Regions from separate parts of the Zea mays genome. Here region 1 is linked to region 2. Evidence: chromatin contacts called from public Hi-C data. All regions are on one chromosome and are shown on one strand. Each heading gives the region's core, a stretch centred on a gene start, on an enhancer-like site or on the middle of the called end of the contact. The rest is flanking DNA. Distances are from core to core; before and after follow the strand shown.

The links. Hi-C and Micro-C count contacts between places; a contact is called where the count stands out from the background.
Region 1: a Hi-C map of tassel shows a contact between it and region 2, with 3 times the contacts expected there. The contact joins the promoter of LOC100283891 here to the promoter of LOC100280194 in region 2. A contact is called at or near these places in 2 of 25 Hi-C or Micro-C datasets (leaf and tassel).

Annotation. Positions count from the first base shown.
Region 1 is chr10:32,236,533-32,240,396 of Zm-B73-REFERENCE-NAM-5.0, reverse strand. It overlaps LOC100283891 (Glutathione S-transferase), which reads left to right and starts at 2,333. Exons shown (of 10, transcript NM_001412677.1): 1 at 2,333-2,522; 2 at 2,624-2,719; 3 at 3,819-3,860. The coding sequence starts at 2,638. It also overlaps the pseudogene LOC103640998.
Region 2 is chr10:31,496,400-31,500,139 of Zm-B73-REFERENCE-NAM-5.0, reverse strand. It overlaps LOC100280194, which reads left to right and starts at 1,696. Exons shown (of 7, transcript NM_001361028.1): 1 at 1,696-1,877; 2 at 2,935-3,740. The coding sequence starts at 2,962.

The DNA.
Region 1 (3,864 bases), core at 1,084-3,583, 740 kb before region 2:
GAACCGGTGCTACATGTAGCATCTGTTGATGAACCAGTGCTACATGTACCACGAGCGGGCAGCGAGATCAATGTTGCTGGACCAAGTGTGGGCAGTGAGACTAATGTTGCTGGACTAACTTTGGATCGAGAGGCTTGTGAAGTTTAGTCACCACCTTCTAGTACTTCAGTACATGGAAGCGGAAAAAAGAGGAAGAAAAGTCAACTTGCAAGTGTTTTGGATGACTATTTGGAGCACAAGAAGAACCAAACAAATAAGACTATGGAGGCGTTCCTTGAGAAGAAGACTCATGGAGAGGAGTCTATGGATAGGTGTACCACATATTTGAAGCTATGGAGGACTTGACAGATGAGGAGAAGGCCATTGCAGCAGAGGTGTTCAAAAATGAATTGAATCGGGAGATGTTTCTGAAGCTAACAATTCACAACGTGCGACTGATTTGGCTTCGGAGGAAGATAAGGTATGTGTATATATATGCCCTTCCTTCCTCTCTGAAAACAATTGTAAAGTCTAAAAAATCTTGTGTATTTACTTCCTTTCTAATTTCAGTAGGATTACATCTACCTGATAGATGGAGAAGGTGTGACGGATGGCTTCTGCAATATGGTCTCTGTAATGTTTTTTCCAACAAGATCTCTTTAGTTATTTTTTGATTCATGGAATTACTGTACTAAACCTGAAAAATGATTCATTTAATCTATTTTGACCAGTGAAGTTCTTGTTCTAAAACTGATAGTATGAGTTAACTTGTCTCCAGAACTGTGGTTGTTAAAACTAGTAGTGGTAAATAAGCCAGACTTTATCATTATGCTGTTGCTCTGAATATATTTGTATCACAAATAGAACAATTTTATTCCTTGAACAAATAGAACATTTTTGTATCACAAGTAGCTCAATTGTGCTTCATGCTAAAAAAAGTTCTAAGTTTGTTGTTTTTATTCCTTGCAGAAAATCGAGGTTTGCCACAGGAGCATCAGTCAGAGGCGCTTCATGTTAAGCATATAGGAATATTGGCTTTATTTGCTCTCTCACCATGTGCTAGCTGGCTAAGTAGTATTAGCATTGCTATTGGGTGCTATCTGCTGTCTTTTGGATGAAATCAAGCTATTATTTTGTTCTGCTAGTAGGCGCTATTCTGAATTTTCAAGTTCTCTAGAATTTTTACTCGAACCACAATTTGTATGGAGTTAAGAACTGTTCTACTTGTTCCATCAATATGTATGTAGGTTCTAATACATATTGTGGATCTGATACATATGTACACACTCTCATAATTCACTGGTTCATAAAAATTTAGAATACATGTGTGTTCAAACGTCCAGCTCTACTTTCTTTTTATTACTAAGTCTGTTATTCTATTTATACGTTCATTTATACATATGTCTGGAGTTATTCTATTTATACTGTGCATGGAGTTGTTCTATTTATACTCTTCTAACACATATCTCTTCTAACACATATTCTATTTATTCTTTTTTCCATCACCAAGTGCATGTTTGTCCCTCTTGCACTGCTTGTCTGTTACCTACAGCAATCTTTGTCAAATGGACACATGGAACCTATGCCCCACAGGACTGCACCACACGTAGGACAGGTAATGCAGGTATTGCCCCCGCTGGTTGTAGCTGGCCGGTGTGCAATTCACCAGGCTGCCAAACGAGCCCTAGATATCTCTGTACGCAGTTACTCCACAAACTTCAAGAAATTAGACCACAATGTGATTGATGTAGCAATTTAGATGAAAGGCAAATCAGGGCAATAAGAATGAGATGACAACTTTATGTTATTGTCAGTAATTTTGATTTTTCCTATATTGTTTTAAACTACGTTTAAACTTTGTTTAAAAGTTAAAACTTCATCCATTAGCGTTTCAATATTTTATCATTTTAATAACCTTGCACGATATGATTCATCCGGCCACCGCCCTCCCAGTTCTCCTTTGCCTGCATCTACCATGCTTCACAAAATACATCTTCTGCACCCATTGAGGATCTCCACAAAAATAAAAGAGATTGAGAATAATTATCAAGAACCATCAATGAAGTTAGCTTCAACAGTAGTTGAGTTCTTCACAGCTTCGATGACTACTTCGACCTTGTCGACAGCAATACCGCACCGCCACGCTGGCCTCCTTATCCGCGGCAATGGCCACACAACGCGCCTCCACAGCAGCAGCAGCGGCACGAGCCACGTCAACAACCTCGGCTACAACTTCGACCGTAGAAGTACGCTCCATTGCAAGGAGGCGCCACCTAGGGTTTCTACGGAGGGGGAGAAATCAGGAAGGAGGAGAGCGACGATAAAGCTCGTGGGTAGCTAACGGTGTGAGCTCAAGTACCATCTCCAAAGTGTCCCCAGCGGCTAATGGGTAGATCATGTCCATACCGACGTTTGCGGCATTTGGCCGTTGTCAACGTCTCCAAAGTGTCAAAGTCGTTCCCTACGTCATTTCGTCAAAATCGAGCACTGTCGTGTTCTTATCCGGTCCCGAACAAACAACCCCGCTTCTGCCGGCCGTTTTGGTACTTCTCTCTTTGTCTGCGCTTCCAACGGTAGCTAACTCCAAGGCAAGCATCCTTGGTCCATTGTTGGCCTCGCTCATCAATCAGCTGTGTCTCAGCAGGAGGCGTTGCGGCCATGGCGGCTTCGAAGCCCATCTTGTATAGCGCGTGGATCAGCTCCTGCTCCTTCCGAGTCCGGATCGCCCTCAACCTCAAAGGTAACTGGATCAAACCGCTGGCGCTTGTTTCCTGCTCCATAGATGACGGCGAATCTTGCCCAAAACAGGGGGTCTCGACGTCTCGTTCCCGGGAGATGGGGAGTTGGGGACAATGTGACCTTTTCTTGATCTATTAATCAGTTCGACAGATTTTAGGGGAATTTGATGGCTAGATACTAGGCCACCCTGATTTTAGACAGGCAGTACCTTTGGGGTTTGTCCGAATCTCTGGGCTCCAGTGTCCTGGCCACAGGGATGGCTCCTGTTATACCAGGTCCCTTGTTCTATTGGATAAAGCTGATAGAACATTCTTTCTGGTTAGGAACTAATCGATTTTCTCTCTAAACCCATCTAGGTTCTTTCTGGTAAATTAATGGACTTATGATTTGTGTGCTAATGAGATAAAGGAGGGAGAGAGAATATGGCAACCATGCCTTCGGGTCTGAGGGGGAGATGGTAGTTAGGGTTATAGATGGATTTGGTAGTTGAGTGCCTCCATCCTGACTCGTCTCTCGTCCTCGTTGCGCGTTTAGACCTTGGGGTAGAATATCGGCGGCCAGCGGCATAGTATTGTTAGGATCTACATGCACCATGGATGGATTCGGCGATTTTCAGTCATTGTGGTACTAGATAGGAGATCAAGTCCTTCCTGGTATGTGGCAGCTAGAATTAGCGAAAGCGCAGAAGCGTTGATTTGCATGCCGTCCCCTGCCTCATTAATATAGCGTCTGTGATCAATGGCCACAACCACGGGAGCAGGGCACAAGGTCGTTCTAGGCTAGGTCCCTTGACCGAGTCCGAGACCTTATCCAACAAAAACAAGTTGATCTTGATTAGTGCAAATCTTCACCTCTCTTTTGGCTGTATAGCTTGTGAGAAATGCATTATATATGGTAATGTTCTAATTAATTGATGGACATAAAAGAATTATATGTGTGCATCCAACTTAGTAGTAAAGTTCGGTAAATGCTGAGATGGTAGACTGGTCAAGTTTGACTGCATGTTGAAGCACGCAAGATTAGAGCTTCTTGTGTTGTTGCTTGTCCTTTAATCATTACTTTTTCTGTGAACTAATTGTTCCAGTTTCTCTGTGATGAAGGTGTGGATTATGAGTACAGGGCTGTGACAAGGAACGATCTAGGTTA
Region 2 (3,740 bases), core at 447-2,946:
AGCCATCTCATTACTCTTCTATTGATTGACCCTTTGTTTTTCTCCCTCGCTCTCCTTATCATATTGAAGTCACCTAGAATCATCCTTCAGAGTTCATCATATTACGGATATTCCATAGCTTAGCAATGAAAGCTATTTTCTCATTTTCATGTGGAGGGCCATATACTCATATGAGGTCCCACTCCGCGTCCTCCAAGCGGGAACTGATTTGAACAGATATTGAACAAGCTGATGCATAAGAGATAATATTTATGTCAAAATAATCGGCACATAGGCAATTAGGATTCCACCCGAGGATCCGAGAGATGGCAAATGGACAGTCTAAGATGCTAGCTTGCAGCCCACAGTTTCCCTTAGCAAGTTGTTATTCCAGTTTATTATCTTTGTCTCCTAGAGACAAACGATGGTTGCTCCTGATGAGAGGATTGGTTGCTTCACATTTTCCCGTTTAGCTGGGTCATTCAACCCCCTTATGTTCCAAGAGAGAATAGTGCAGTTGGTACTCATTAACCAAAAGGGGCTCCTCTACTTAAAAAAATGTCACAATAGGAAGACAGTAAAACGAACACAGGTTCGGACCATCCTTCCATAGACAACATGCATCATTGTTCTAGAAAGGAACAACACACACCTTACAACCAAACTGAAAACAGACGGATACACATGCAGTGGTAGCCAAGGAATTGGGATCCACTACCCAGACGCCAAACTGCCAAACAATGCAGTCCTCATTACAAACTGGACGACCCACAGACAAACGCACTAAACCCACCAAAATATTAAAAAATGACTCAGTTCCCCATAGCAACCTTGAACGGTACCACCTTGCTACCCTTCTTCTTGGTCCCTTCCTTCTCTTTTCCCTAGTTTGCCAGCTCCATAATTGCTTCCATTTGTTCATTGGTGAAAGGCCTTGTGAAATGACTTGCAAGCTGCTCAAAATAGTCGACCTGGTTATTGGAATTCATAGCATTTGTTTTTGGCAATGATTTGTAGCATAATTATTTAGCTTGGCAATTAGATTTTTTTGGGCTTTGGCTATGGCATCTTGATTATGTCAATCTTTAATTTTTTCTTTGCAACAAGTCTAACACTAACTCTCTTACTAGTAAAGCTCTCACATTTCATTCAAACTCACACCGCAACTAATATTTTTGAACCTAACTCCATAACTTATACCAAATAAGCAGGGATGGATCCGGATACTTATTTCGATATTATTTTTTTGTCTTTTTTGTTGGACTCTAAACAAATAACATATAGAATTTGCTATATAAATTTATATTCTTGTTTTAGTTGTTTTTAGCTTTGAGCCTATTAATATTCATAGAGAGTAATCTTTAAATTTGTTCTATATTTTTTTAAATAATTGATATAAAATTTGGATATAGATATGAATACAAATTCAGATGTTTTTGTACTTTTTTTTATTATAGTGAGAAAATAATGCACACAAAAATTATACAAAATTTTATTCTTGTAACATGATTTATATCTATATTAAAAATATTCGATTTGACATATGAATGTTTTAGGAACATCCCCACAATTGTTTGAAATAGAGATTAATTTCTGCTGCATTTTATTCTGTGTCAGCCGACAAAATGTACTGTGGTGCAGAGGGAACACCGCGAGCTGTGACAGCAGGGGTGGTGAGGAAGATTTTAAAATCCGCCCGCGTGCTACTTCGAATCTCCGTCTCCTCCGACATTCACTGCCCGATGGCGATGGATGTAGGTTCCACCTCCAAAGGCGCCTCCTTTTTCGACGCCTTGATGCCTTTCTAGGACTAGGACCAGTCCGAACTGCTCGTGCTCCCTCTTTCCCGTGCGCGCTGCAGGTTGGTCGATCCCACCTGGCGGCCTCCGTGATTGCCGGTGAGTCCTTCTTCCTTTTTTTTTTCTTCGAAGCACGTTTTGGATCTTGGTGGCGGAATGCTGCTGTAGTGCTTTGTGCTCCAGCTCCTGGTGGTTCCTGGGATTGATTCTTGCATGGTTAGCGGCTGCACTGCGTTCGTCGGCCATTTCTCAAAAAGTATTTCAGATTCCCTTTCATCCAACATTCATTTCATCCCGTCTCTCTTCCTGGTGTCGTTTTTCTTTCTTCCTAGAATCTGCGTATTGATTTTCTCCTTCCCTTTCCAGATTGTGGAATAAACTATATACGAAATCATTTCTTCTCTCTTTTGCATCAAATCCATCCCAAAAAAATCTGGTTGCAACCACTTCGGTTTCATGTTTTGCCCGTAGCATTTTTTCATGATCTTTGGTTATGATTTTTATTTACCACGGATACCCATCAGCATATCACACACATATCGCTCTTTTATTTGGGTTTTCAGTGCTTTCTATGCTTTTGAAATGATGATGACCATTCAATTTAGCATCAGATAAAATGGCATACTGGTATGATATTTCTTTCGCCATTTTTTTATAATTTCTTCTTAAAAGACCCAAAATATTTTCTCTATATTACCTGAGAACTTATTGTAACATAATGTAAATAACCTTCGGTAAGGTGAAATGGGGAATAACTGAACAAGGTCTGACTCAGCAATCTACCTATAGATGGTTAGAACAGTGTTATACATTTTGTAGAATGAATTAGGACAGATAATTTTTCAATCTAGTTGTTTCCTCTTGGTACTAGACTGTAGTTTCTTTGTCCCTCCCCAATCATGTGCGCCTTCCTGTTCTTGATATGCATTCCTTCCCAAGTTGCAGATTGAGCATGCTGCTTCGGAAGCTGAAATTGTGTTCACTGCTTTATACTGAATTTTCACGTTCTTAAGATAAGATGTATCAGCTATGCATCTTTGTAATCTGCACCTACTTTAAATTGTAGAACACTTTAAAATTGTTTGCAGTGAACATATCTCAGTTATTTTCCAGCATGGTGATGTCACTTAATATTTACTGTTTTGCTCTCTGTCAGACAAGTCAGTGTCTTTCCAGACTGGAGATGGGGACTATGTTTGGAGCGTGTGTTGGCCCAAGTGAGCTTCACTTGAGGAAGGAACTTACTGCTTTGCAAAAGGCGCGCTGCTTGCAGGACCCTGACACTTGCTCAACATGGAGATCACCTTTGAGTTCTAGGTCACTGGTGGCAACTTCAAGGATTACATACAACGGTGGTATTTCTAGTAATTTAGCACCAAAGCACAATGAGTCACCTTGTGCACCTCCAAACACTGATAAGAAAAGAAGAAAGGTTTATCTCTACAATTGGAGGCAGAATTCTTATAAATCTAGTGAAAGCGGAATGAAGATAGATGAGGATGTCAAGCAACCATCTGGTGATCTAAGCCTGGACAGTCCATGCAAGTCTAATGGGGTAAAGTCCAAAGGTGATGCATATCTGGATCCTCCAGCCAGCATCTACAATGTTCAGAGTTCAACATCATGTACTCCTGTCAAAAGAATAGCTAGAAGGAGAAATGGTGTTTTGTCCAAGAAAGGAGCAGTCAGAAACCAAGCTATACCGAAGTTGTCAGATCTTCAGGTTAACTCTGGTGAGCCATCTGAGGATACTGAGAACTGCAACTCAGAGGCTCTGGAGATACTTCGAAGAGGCTACTTATCTCATCCTGCATCTCCGCTATTTGCTGCATGTGGTTGTGTCAGCTCTTCAAATCCTTCAAAACTACTGAAAATAGGTAGAAGAGAGGGATCTTCCTTTTCTTGCACACCGGTTTCTACTAGCTCCTATTACAGGCATGTAAGAAGGAACACCAGCACTGT